2 separate regions of the Salmo salar genome follow, and region 1 is linked to region 2. A link is a contact called in public Hi-C data. All regions are on one chromosome and are shown on one strand. The core of a region is the stretch at or near the end of the contact, and the rest is flanking DNA. Distances in the headings are between cores, read along the strand shown. Region 1 overlaps LOC106561102 (inositol hexakisphosphate and diphosphoinositol-pentakisphosphate kinase 1). Region 2 holds the start of LOC106560744 (microtubule-associated protein 1A).

Evidence for each region. Hi-C and Micro-C count contacts between places; a contact is called where the count stands out from the background.
Region 1: a Hi-C map of muscle shows a contact between it and region 2, with 4 times the contacts expected there. The contact joins the enhancer-like site here to the promoter of LOC106560744 in region 2. A contact is called at or near these places in 2 of 3 Hi-C or Micro-C datasets (gill and muscle).

What each region holds. Positions count from the first base shown.
Region 1 is chrssa10:73,302,807-73,309,298 of Ssal_v3.1, forward strand. It overlaps LOC106561102 (inositol hexakisphosphate and diphosphoinositol-pentakisphosphate kinase 1), which reads right to left. Exons shown (of 31, transcript XM_014124745.2): 26 at 3,563-3,665; 27 at 1,849-1,977. Among protein-coding and RNA genes, the nearest start is that of LOC106561101, 45 kb to the right of the region's middle. Within about 2 kb of position 3,020, at least 1 of the 13 cell types and tissues checked has an H3K27ac peak or open chromatin away from gene starts, as enhancers often do. A contact at or near this core is called in muscle, where this site is marked.
Region 2 is chrssa10:73,179,233-73,185,282 of Ssal_v3.1, forward strand. LOC106560744 (microtubule-associated protein 1A) reads left to right here and starts at 2,212. Exons shown (of 6, transcript XM_045688078.1): 1 at 2,212-2,654. The coding sequence starts at 2,402.

The sequences.
Region 1 (6,492 bases), core at 1,770-4,269, 120 kb after region 2:
CTGTATCTAGTGTGAGTGCATATGTACCTACGTGTGTGTTTTCCTGACCCCATGTGTCTTTAAACAAATACATTTAAAAAAAAAATTTGTTTAACTAGGCAAGTCAGTTAAGAACAAATTCTTATTTACAATGACGGCCTACAACGGCCAAACCCTAACGACGCTGGGCCAATTGTGCGCCGCCCTATGGGACTCCCAATCACGGCCGGTTGTGATACAACCTGGAATCAAACCAGGGTCTGTAGTGATGCCTCTAGCACCGAGATGCAGTGCCTTAGAACGCTGTGCCAAATCGGGAGCCCAAGTAGGTCCCCTCTATAATGCTGCAACTATGTACGGTATTGATGTGCCTGTGTGTGGTGAGTGATATGCAGCATGGGAAGGCAGCATGGAAGAAGGGGTAATGAAGGAACAATGGAGAATGTGGATGGGATGAAAAAGTGAATGATAACTCAATTGTGGTTGTTTTGAATGGAGACAGAGGACTGACATTTGGCACTGGTGAAGTGGGCATGAGATTTAACAACAACCTATATTAAAATAGTGTAACCATCTGGATTTGAGAGCTGTGACTGTAGACACAATCCTTGCTCATTTGTCCTTGCAACGTACCAGTGCCTTTGGCCAGCATTATATATGTGAGTGAGTGAGTGAGTGAGTGAGTGAGTGAGTGAGTGAGTGAGTGAGTGAGTGAGTGAGTGAGTGAGTGAGAGTGAGTGAGTGAGACTGCAAAAACACACAAACACAGAGACAAAACCCCCATCACCATAGAAAAGCCTTGGTGTTATTCTAAACCCCACACATCTCTAGTCTCATACAAGCAAAATATGTAACATCTTCAAGCATAATATTAAAGCGACCATTTCTTAAAGTGTACCTAATATCAAGTATACGGTGAAAACAAAGTGCACAGTGACACCCATTGGACAAAACGGGCACTTCAATTCAATCCGCAGTGGAACAATCGTTCCTCTTCACATGCAGGTGGCAGGTCATTTGTTCTTCATATTACATACTGTGCAGTTCCTATCAGGGTGCTGGCTGATCTGACTCGATGACAAGAGGTAGGTGTCAGCTTTTGAATTAAGCCAGTCTTTGTGCGCCAACACTCCAAGCCATATGCCCTGATGAAAACATTTGCGAGAATCAGAGTTCAATTTATATGAGGCCCCCCTGGTGGCTATAATAATAGTCAACTCACCATTTCCCTCTATAGTGAGTCAGGAAATTGTGGTATGCAAGTGGGAATTATGCAAAGCTGGATTAATGGATCTCAAGACAGATTTGAAAATTCCCTGTTGATTAACAAATCCTTTCACCCCCTAGTTATGACATGCACACTGATACAGAATATATACAATTGTATAGACGAGATTTACTTAGCAACCTAATCACACACCGGTTATGTCATATAATCAAAGGCCATGTTGCTTTGATTAGGAGAAGCAGGATTACTGGTCATGGGTAACACATTTCATTGTGCGCAATCCAATACCAATCCATGCAATGTATAAAACCTACATTCTTAGCATATAATCACAATTGTGGTCACTACTCATGCTGTTGGGAGGGGGGGGGAAATCACTCAAGCAGAGGATTGTTCTAGAGGCAGAAGGATAGAGGGGGAGAGGAGGGCTCTTGGATAATTTGGGTGATCAAATAACTTATTGTCCACTAAGGTTGGGAAGGAGAGACAAGAGTGTTTGAGCAGGAACTAAAATGGCAGACATTTGACTTTTTTTTTTTTTTTTTACGGGCACCATGTACGGCATTTTCAGCGGCCATGTGAAAAGACAGGAGTTAGATAGCAGTCGATAGAGACAGAGATGGATAGAGGAAGGGACGTACCATCTCCAAAAGGCAAACCTGGGGACAAGGGGGGTTTGCGGTGGTGGGTGCGGACGTAGTCCCGCAGGTTGGGGGCGCTAGAGGACACCCCCAGGACAGAGGCACTGAAGAGGCCCGAGCACAGGGACCCTGTTGTGGAAGAACCGCGAGGTGGGAGAGAGGAGGGGAATGAGGGATGGGGGGGGGGTTAGTACTCATTGCACACCATGCTGTTCTTAATAAGAGCAGTTCAGTGTTGCTAAGGGGTGTGTGTGTGTGCGCCTGTGTGTGTTCATGAATAGAGTGGAGCACACAAACGGAGACCACTCCTAACACCGGGCCCCTAACCCCTCCTAAAAGAAAAATAGATAAGGCCTCTCCTTAAGGTCTCCCGGGATAGGAAACTGCCTAAGGGCTTTACACTTATATCAACAACTGTTAGGACCACAGACAAAGGATGACATGGATTTAAGAAATAAGAGGGCTTTTTAGTGTGAATACAATGCAATACAATACGAGACTCATGAGAACCTAATATAACAAAGTAGTCAAGGACTGTGGGGACAGAAACATTGCTATTGTTACAAATAACATAGGTTTTCTATAACCATCTGTTCAATTCCTAAAGCAGTTGGCATAGAAATAGTCACAGCAGAATAAGAATGCGGCTTTATCTTTCCTTTATTCTGGTCTAAAGTGAGCTGTGCTGGAATCGGTGGTTTGGTGGGATGCAGGGACAGCGACAACATTTGAATGGTAATTTCAAAACAGGTTGACATAATTGAACAAGCTTGGTGCATACAGTACGAGTATGGAAAAGCAGCGGAAAACACATGCACGAGTCAAACCAACCTCTCAGCCCAAGTTCACATCAATGAGAAAACATGTTTTTTCCAGCCATTGTTTTTTTGATGCATCCATTGCACACTTTTATTTGTTTTATAAAGGCTTAGTAAGGTGTGAATATCACTATGTTAGAAAGTGGCCGGGGGTAACAAGCACCTCCAAATCCACGCACGGGGGACTAATTTTATCTGCGGTTATATTGAATCAACTTGTGGAAGATTCCTTGCTTCTCTTGACAGATTCATGTAAATAGAGACAGACTGGAATAGCATACAGGGGGGCTCTGCGGAGCCCAGACCCCCATATATAGAGCCCTATTGGCAGGAGAGGTCCTTGGTGGTGGGGCTCTAAGGCTACGTCCCAAATGGCCCCCTATTCCCTACATAGTCCAGTACTTTTGACCAGGCCCACGGTAGTGCACTCACTATAAAGGGAATAGGGGGGGCATTTGGGACACAGTCTAAGATGCATTCTCTCCACTAACTCTCCATTGACCTCTGGCCTACATAGTCTAAGCTTGGGAGCTTTGGCTGCTGGACCTACCTACCACCATGGAGTCACGGCAGCTATGCAGCCATCAGAAAGAGAGAGGAAGAAAAGGAGCGAGGGAGAGCGAGAGGGAGAGAGAGACAAACAGGGAGGCAAAACAGACAGAACGAGAGAGAGAAAGGGAAAGAGAAAGGTACAGAGAGAGAGAAAGGGGGGAGAGAGAACGAGAGGGCCGGAGAGAGAGCAAGAGAGAGCAACAGAACAAGAGACAGAGAACGAGAGAGCGAGCGAGACCCAGAGAGAGGTCATTCACATGACCCAAAGAGATTAGTGAGTGCTGATGACAGCGTTGCAGAAATATGACAGTGGCAGCAGTGGTTGGCAGAAACCAGATACCCACCTAGGCCAGTCGGTTTGATCTCAGGGGACTGGCGCGAGCAGGAGGGGAAGAGGCGGTAGGAGGCGCCCTTGGAGGAGGAGCCGGGGGAGGTCTCGGAGAGGACCTGGGTGGGGACAGGGAGACTGTCACAGTGTGACAGACCAAGACAGACAAACAGCTGACACTCAGACAGGTAGCGAAATAACCAAGCAGTCACTAATGGAGACATCAAATCAAATGTTATTCTTCACATGCGCCGAATACAACAGGTGTAGACCTTACAGTGAAATGCTTACTTAACAGCCCCTAACCGACAGTGCAGTTTAAAAAAATACGAATAAGAGATAAAAGTAACAAGTAATTAAAGAGGAGCAGTAAAAAATAACAATATATACAGGGGGATGCGCCAATACAGAGTCACTGTGCGGGGCACCGGTTAGTTAAGGTAGGGTGTACAGTTGAAGTCGGATGTTTACATACACCTTAGCCAAATACATTTAAACTCAGTTTTTCACAATTCCTGACATTTTATCCTGGTAACAATTCCCTGTCTTAGGTCAGAATAATAGTAGAGAGAATGATTTATTTCAGCTTTTTATTTATTTTATCATATTCCCAGTGGGTCAGAAGTTTACATACTCAATTAGTATTTGGTAGCATTGCCTTTAAATTGTTTAACTTGGGTCAAAGTTTTGGGTAGCCTTCCAAAAGCTTCCCACAATAAGTTGGGTGAATTTTGGCCCATTCCTCCTGACAGAGCTGGTGTAACTGAGTCAGGTTTGTAGGCCTCCTTGCTCATACATGATTTTTCAGTTCTACCCACACATTTTCTGTAGGATTGAGGTCAGGGCTTTGTGATGGCCACTCCAATACCTTGACTTTGTTGTCCTTAAGCCATTTTGACACAACTTTGGAAGTATGCTTGGGGTCATTGTCCATTTTTAAGACCCATTTGCAACCAATTTTTAACTTCCTTGAGATGTTGCTTCAATATATCTATATAATTTTCCTCCTCATGATGCCATCTATTTTGTGAAGTGCACCAGTCCCTCCTGCAGCAAAGAGCCCCCACAACATGATGCTGCCACCCACATCCTTTACGGTTGGGATGGTGTTCTTCGGCTTGCAAGCCTCCCCCTTTTTCCCTCCAAACATAACAATGGTCATTATGGCCAAGCAGTTATATTTTTGTTTCATCAGACCAGAGGACAATTCTCCAAAAAGTACAATCTTTGTCCCCATGTGCAGTTGCAAACCGTAGTCTGGCTTTTTTATGGCGGTCTTGGAGCAGTGGCTTCTTCCTTGCGGAGCGGCCTTTCAGGTTATGACGCTATAGGACACGTTTTACTGTGGATATAGATATTTTGTACCTGTTTCCTCCAGTGTCTTTACAAGGTCCTTTGCTGTTGTTATGGGATTGATTTTCACTTTTCGCACCAAAGTACATTCATCTCTAGGAGACAGAATGCATCTCCTTCCTGAGCGGTATTACGGCTGCGTGGTCCCATGGTGTTTATACTTGCGTACTATTGTTTGTACAGATGAACGTGGTACCTTCAGGCGTTTGGAAATTGCTCCCAAGGATGAACCAGACTTGTGGAGGTCTACAGTTTTCGGCCAATTTCTTTTGATTTTCCCATGATGTCAAGCAAAGAGGCACTGAGTTTGAAGGTAGGCCTTGAAATACATCCACAGGTACAATTGACTCAAATTATGTCAATTAGCATATCAGAAGCTTCTAAAGCCATGACATAATGTTCGGGAATTTTCCAAGCTGTTTAAAGGCACAGTCAACTTAATATATGTAAACTTCTGACCCACTGGAACTGTGATACAGTGAATTATAAGTGAAATAATCCGTCTGTAAACAATTGTTGGAAAAATTACTTGTGTCATGCACAAAGTAGATGTCCTAACCGACTTGCCAAAACAATAGTTTGTTAACAAGAAATTTGTGGAGTGGTTGAAAAACGAGTTTTAATGACTCCAACCTAAGTGTATGTAAACTTCCGACTTCAACTGTACATGTAGGTAGAGTTAATTAAAGTGACTATGCATAGATGACAACAGGGTTTCTGGGATGATGGTGTTGATGTGAGCCATGACCAGCCTTTCGAAGCACTTCATGGATACAGACGTGAGTACTACGGGTCGGTAGTCATTTAGGCAGGTTACTTTAGTGTTCTTGGGTACAGGCACTATGGTGGTCTGCTTAAAACATGTTGGCATTACAGACTCGGACAGGGAGAGGTTGAAAATGTCAGTGAAGACACTTGCTAGTTGGTCAGCGCATGCACGCAGTACACGTCCTGGTAATCCGTCTGGCCCTGCAGCCTTGTGAATGTTGACCTGTCTAAAGGTCTTACTCACATCGGCTGCGGAGAGCGTGATCACACAGTCTTCCGGTACAACTGGTGCTCTCATGCATGATTCAGTGTTATTTGCCTCAAAGTGAGCATAGAAATAGTTTAGCTCGTCTGGTAGGCTCGTGTCACTGGGCAGCTCTCGGCTGTGCTTCCCTTTGTACTCTAATGGTTTGCCGGCCCTGCCACATTCGACGAGCGTCAGAGATGGTGTAGTACGACTCGATCTTAGTCCTGTACTGATGCTTTGCCTGTTTGATGGTTCGTCGGAGGGCATAGCGGGAGTTCTTATAATCCTCCGGGTTAGAGTCCCGCTCCTTGATAGCGGAAGCTCTAGCCTTTAGCTCAGTGCGGATGTTGCCTGTAATCCATGGTTTCTGGTTGGGGTATGTACATACGGTCACTGTGGGGATGACATCATTGATGCACTTATTGATGAAGCCAATGACAGATCTGGTGTACTCCTCAATGCCATTGGAGGAATCCCAGAACACATTCCAGTCTGTGCTAGCAAAACAGTCCTGTAGCTTAGCATGTGCTTCATCTGACCACTTTTTTATTGATCTAGTCACTGGTGCTTCATGCTTT
Region 2 (6,050 bases), core at 962-3,461:
TATGGTTAAATTCCCATGTACCGAATAAAAAAATCAAAGTTAAACGTGTTTCCATGCATTTTCAACTCTACTGATGGTTTCGTCACAAAAATGTGGCATTATATAGCGAATGTGCCCACTCTGGTATTGGCAATTGCGCCTTATCCAACAGCTCACAGAGACAGTGCGAGTATAGCATACATTATGAGATTGTTATGGACAAAAGAGAAAGATTATTTGTGTTTGTCAAACGGCAGCCAAGCATCGATCATGTCACCAGAATAAGACCCTCGATATTTATTGGAAAAGAGCATCAAGCTCATCACCTTTCACGTTCACTACCCTGTGAAGTTCATCATAATTAATTGAATCTGTGCCTAATAAACTGGATGCTTTCCCGAGTCATAGTGGGAGGACCACAGAGATTCATCGCATGACTCCCAAGTTTACTTCGATGGTTATTATATCAATATGTGCGGAGAAAACCGTTTCCTCTGCCATTGTCCGCATTATTGATTTTACCTACACAATATCCCAGCTTGTCTAGCATATTTATTTTGGTCTACATTTGGAAAGTTTACCGACAAATTTGGCTTTTTTTATCCAACATGTCCTTTGCTGGAATAAAAAGGTTGGATTGAAACCTGTTTAGGGAAGCATTACAGATTGCGCTATAGCAATTTAAAGGTCATTCCGATTGAGTTGATATGCAGTGTTTACCGTGAATTCAGACCCCACTAACGCGGGAACATTGCTTTTAAATTTCAATCACGCTGTAATGCTGAACTTCCTTCTCTGTCTGTCTGTCTGTCTGTCTGTCTGTCTGTGTCTGTGTCTCTGCCTGTCTCTCTCTGTTATACACACACGCGCGTGCACACGCACACACACAGGACATTGCACACAGTTAATTACCACCCAAAATAACCTGAAATATAATAGCCCATTGGAATATTGGAACTCCAGTCTTTTAACCCAATTGCATCAACCTTCATAAAAGGGTCATGTTATCATCGTGATGGTTTCTGCTGCAACTCCCTCTGGTATATATTTAGATGTGTGAACAGCAGGGACAATGGGCTGTTTCCCAAATGGCACTATATTCCTTACATAGTGCATGCCTTTTGAGCAGAGCTTTATGGGCCCTGGTCATAAGTAGTAGACTATATAGGGAATAGGGTGCCATGTCGGACAGAACCAAGCTTAACAAGGAGAAAAGCTGAATTAGGCAGAGAATAAAGAGACTATTTCAAGACTGGCCTTTACATTGAACTCACTGCATGGCCTGAATGTGAAATAGCAACTGATGACTTAATTTTCCGCTGATATTTTTAGGCCTAGCTGCAAGATTGCCTGGGTTAGTACATTGGTATTTTAGGCCTAGCTACAAGATTGCCTGGGTTAGTACATTAAAAGAAGAACAAATCAGAAATTGGAAACGGGTGCAAAGTCATCTAGAGCCTAAAAAAATTACTTCCTTACATATTACATATGCACATTTTTATTTACCACATTTTATCCATCTTAATAAAAACGGGGCAAATCAATAGACTTTTAATCTGACACATTGCATTCGTGTTGTTGAGTCATATCACGATGACTAAGGCTTTTTTATTTTAACATCCCTCAATTTTTTAACTTTGATGTTGACAACATACCAAAAAAAAAAAAGGCTTAGAGTCTTTCTCTGCATTTTTGCCAATGTTTATAATTAATCCTACCTTGTCTGACAGATCCAGAAAAAAATACAATGGGTGGTTCTCTGAGGCAGCATTGCAGCAAGCTCTCTGCGTTTAATGCCGGTCTGAGCCTGGCATGAGCTGGCATCGCCAAAATGTGCACATTTCAGCAGAGGAGTCAGCAGTTTGCTGTGGCTTTGGAATTACACTGGCACTGTACAGGCACTTTAATCTGCCATCTTGGACAGAGACTAACACAAACACACTTCCACAAACTGCTAATATGCTATTTGATGTGTGTGTTTGTGTGTGTGCATATGTTCGTGTGTGTGTGTGTGTGTGTGTGTGTGTGTGTGTGTGTGCGTATGTGTGTGTGTGTGTGTGTGTGTGTGTGTGTGTGTGTGTGTGTGTGTGTGTGTGTGTGTGTGTGTGTGTGTGTGTGTGTGTGTGTGTGTGTGTGTGTGTTTTGTTCTCAGAGTGGACTATATAGGCTACTGAAAATAAACTTTGAGATGCTGCAGATGTACCTTTGAGATTTAAACTTAATCATACTTTGGGGTGGGGGTTCTAAAATCAAGGTACTCCCCTTGGACATGCCCAATCACTCACTATGTGACATCACCCTGCTGCATGGGCGTTTAGACCAATCAAATGGAAGTAAACAGCTCCAAAAGTGAACGTTATGATACCCCCGCGAGCCCTCCCCTACCTTTGCCCCTGCACACACCGTGCTCCTGGAAGTTGTCATGGAGATAGACCCGTCCCAGGCGTCTGCTCTCGGGATTGTTGCCATGGAGATCCCTACTCGAGGTGAGCTCTCGGCAGTGCAGGAGGACGAGAGCAGCACGCAGCTAGGGTTCGAGAAGCGAATTCAGGACCTTGGAGAGCAGCGGCGCCAAGGACCCCCTTTCAGCCAAGGGAACTACTACATGCTTATAGTGATAGGAGAGATAGCGACAGACCACCAGCTGCAACGCGCTAGAGACCACGTTGAGCGGGGTGAGTAGTCCCGAGTCACCGAGTCTCACTTTTTACATAATAATGCTGTAATTCCAGCATGCATTACGTCCTCTAATATATATATAACAGCATAGAAAAGATCGAAACGTATAAGATACAATTGAAAGATATTAAAAATGCGTGGACGGTTTCCTTTTAAGGAAATGCCGCATCGGGAATATTGAATCTGCAGTTCAACGAAATGCCCATACGCCACTTTTTACTGGAACCTTTTGTGCAATATAGACTTCTGGTTTGCTTGAAGTGCACCTGTTTTGTCTTGAACGTTTCACAATCGTTTAATAAATTACGAGGGATTATCTAATTCTTCGGTTAAAAAAAGAAAATTGAGTACATATTTGTTCGTTTTTCAAAATAGGGACACAAACACATGTCATAATAATTGCTTCCCGAATAATTCATGCTTGTTTTGAATAGCTTACAATATAAGATGTAGCCTTCAGGTTTTTTTCTATAGCCCATTTGTTTAAAAAACAAAATGTGAACGTGATCCTAATCACACATGTAGCCTGCCATTAGAGCGCCCACTACAAGAAGGGGAAAAAAGTTCCGCACATTCTCAGCAATGGTGTGATACACAAACAACAGCAACGAATTGACCATGAGGTGGGAAAATGCTTAGAATAACTGGTTTGCCTTGTTAGAAAAGCACCCTGCCGAGCTGCTGGTGTGTTGTCCTCATGAATAATGAGTCACCCACAGCACTGAAACATTCAGAAGGATGTTCGGTTAAATACAGTAGTGTTGTTGTCTGGCAGGTTCTCTCTGTATCAAGGAAGCCTAGGGACTATGCCAAGTGTTGCAGCTATGGGAAAATCTTCAGTGTGAGCTAAAAGGCTAAATGGTTGCCATTTGGATAATAGAAAGCTGGGTGTCATCCAGTGTTTCTTAACACAGTGTGTTATGTCCCAAATGGCACCCTATACCCCTTGCCTTCATATTGCACTACTTTTGACCAGGGCCCACAGGGCTCTGGTCAAAAGTAGTGCACTGTATATGGAATAGGGTGCCATTTGACACAGACTTGTGGTGTGAAAGAATGCTAGGTGTTTTCACAGGAGTTTGCTGGTCAGCAGCAATTGGAGCGTGGCTGCCAGCTCTCCTTCGCCGGAGACGGCTAATGATGAATCACCCTATTAAGTGCCTGGCTCGCACCATGGCAACCGCCTCATTGCCATCATTACCAAGGACCATGCACGTCATGACACTTTTTCTCGGGATATGAGAGATCGCCATCATCACCATATTGTTTTTCCGTACAAAGTGATATCAAAATAGCCTGGATGCCGGTCTGTTTCCATTCATGCCAACATCTCGTGGTTTTGGGAAGGCAACAGAAATCGTCGTGAATGCAGAATGAGTCAGGCAACCCTCCCTGCTAGTTCCATTGGGATTTTATCCTGTAAAAGTCTTGACCTCTCCGTTCTCTTGTAGTCTGAAAGTGACGTCAATACTTGGTAGGCTGCCATTGGATGGAGATGCGTGGCCATTTTATGTTGCCTTGGATCAGACTACTGGTCTCCAGTTGGGTTTAGTCCTCTGATCAAGGTCTGAATGATGACCCTATTGACAAACCTCTGCAGACAATACCCTATGATCACAATATACTTGAGTCCTAGGCCTAGATTCAATCAGATCAAGCATTAACTGGCCATAGCAGACACAGGCATAGCAGATGTTTTGGCGTTGTCGGAGGTGGAACTGCGTAGAAGCCGTGAAATCAATGAGCAGCTGCGCTTGTGATCATTGTCATGAAGCCACACCTGCCCCACTCGCGTTACAAGTTCAGAACGAGAAAGTGTAGGCGATATAGAAAATCATTCAACGGAATAATGAGGATTTCTGTCATAATCGAGGTGTAGATTACATCTCACATTCCAGTGTTTGAACTTGTAAACAAGGCTTAATGCGACTCCATGCAGCCAACGGCAGTGTCCGCTTTAGATATAATGCCTGGAGCCACTTGGTGCTTGATCAGACACCACCAAAACAACCACCATGCGGACGTTGGCTAAAGTGGATCAGATTGAATCGAGCCCCTTGTGTTGCATGTTGTGTAAGCCACCCCAAGTTGACCACTGTCTGTAGTCTTTATTAGCAAAGACATTTAGCTAGCAAGCTCCCAGTGGCCATGAGCGGCCAACCATTTGCAGAGTTCACCGGCCAACTGCCTATTGCTCATGGGCTTTACAGCAGGCCGACAACAACAAGCGAAAATGACTAACAATGTCATGTCAACTGTTGGTTAGCCATAGATGGTGGGTATATGCTGACATTAGATGTAAGAGCCCATTGAAATGTGAACGCTACCATTGTAGTCCAATTGTATCACTGTCCCATCAAGGGTAAGTGTGGTAGGCTATGGGAGACAGCAGCTTGGAGGAGGTTGGGTATGACTTAATTTACCAATATTATACACAGTTGTTCTTGGGATCTGCTTGAAAACTTCCCCCCGTAGTTTAGGGACCGGGGATAGTTTAGGGACCGGGGATAGTTTAGGGACCGGGGATAGTTTAGGGACCGGGGATAGTGTAGGGACCGGGGATAGTTTAGGGACCGGGGATAGTTTAGGGACCGGAGATAGTTTAGGGACCGGGGATAGTTTAGGGATAGTTGAGACAGTTACCGCTATGAGGGCATTTCGTTTTGCTTCCTTCTGTTTAATAAAATATAGTTCATGGGTCATTCTTGAATTGCGGTGTCATTTGGGATAAAATTCAATGGTTTTTCTAGAATTGTTTTCATTTAAATATATTTGGGTACTGTTGTGTAAGTTGTGTATTGGGGTATTTGGAATCAGTGACAATGTTTGCTGCTGCATTAGAGAAATCAAAAACAAGTACCACATGTCAGAAGGTTTGCAACGTACCTCAACTCGCACCTCTTCATCCGTGGGATTGGCCCAGAAGAGTCATGGCAACGCATACACGTCAACTTCGAAGGTCCATTTCTTGACCAAATCTTTCTCGTGCTTGTGGATGCTCATAGCAAGTGGCCGGTGGGTGTCATCATGAGGTCTACTACTGCAGAGAAGACCATCGAGAAGTGTTTAGTCGGTTCAGATCGCCACTCCAACTTGTTAGAGACAACGGACCACAGCTAGTGTCCCAAGAAATGGCCACGTTCCTACAGGTGAATGGCGTCCAGCACATCAGGTTCGCACCGTGTCATACATCAACCAACGGGCTGGCGGAGAGGGTTGTACAGACCATGAAACATGCCTTAAAAGTGTCTCAGGGTCAAGGGACACTGAACCAATGCGTGAACAGGTCACTCATCATGCAACCCCCGAGCTTTCCCTGCTTAGGTACTCATGAAGAGAGATCTACGCACAAGATTCGATCTACTCAAACATCCGAACGCAAAGAACACAGG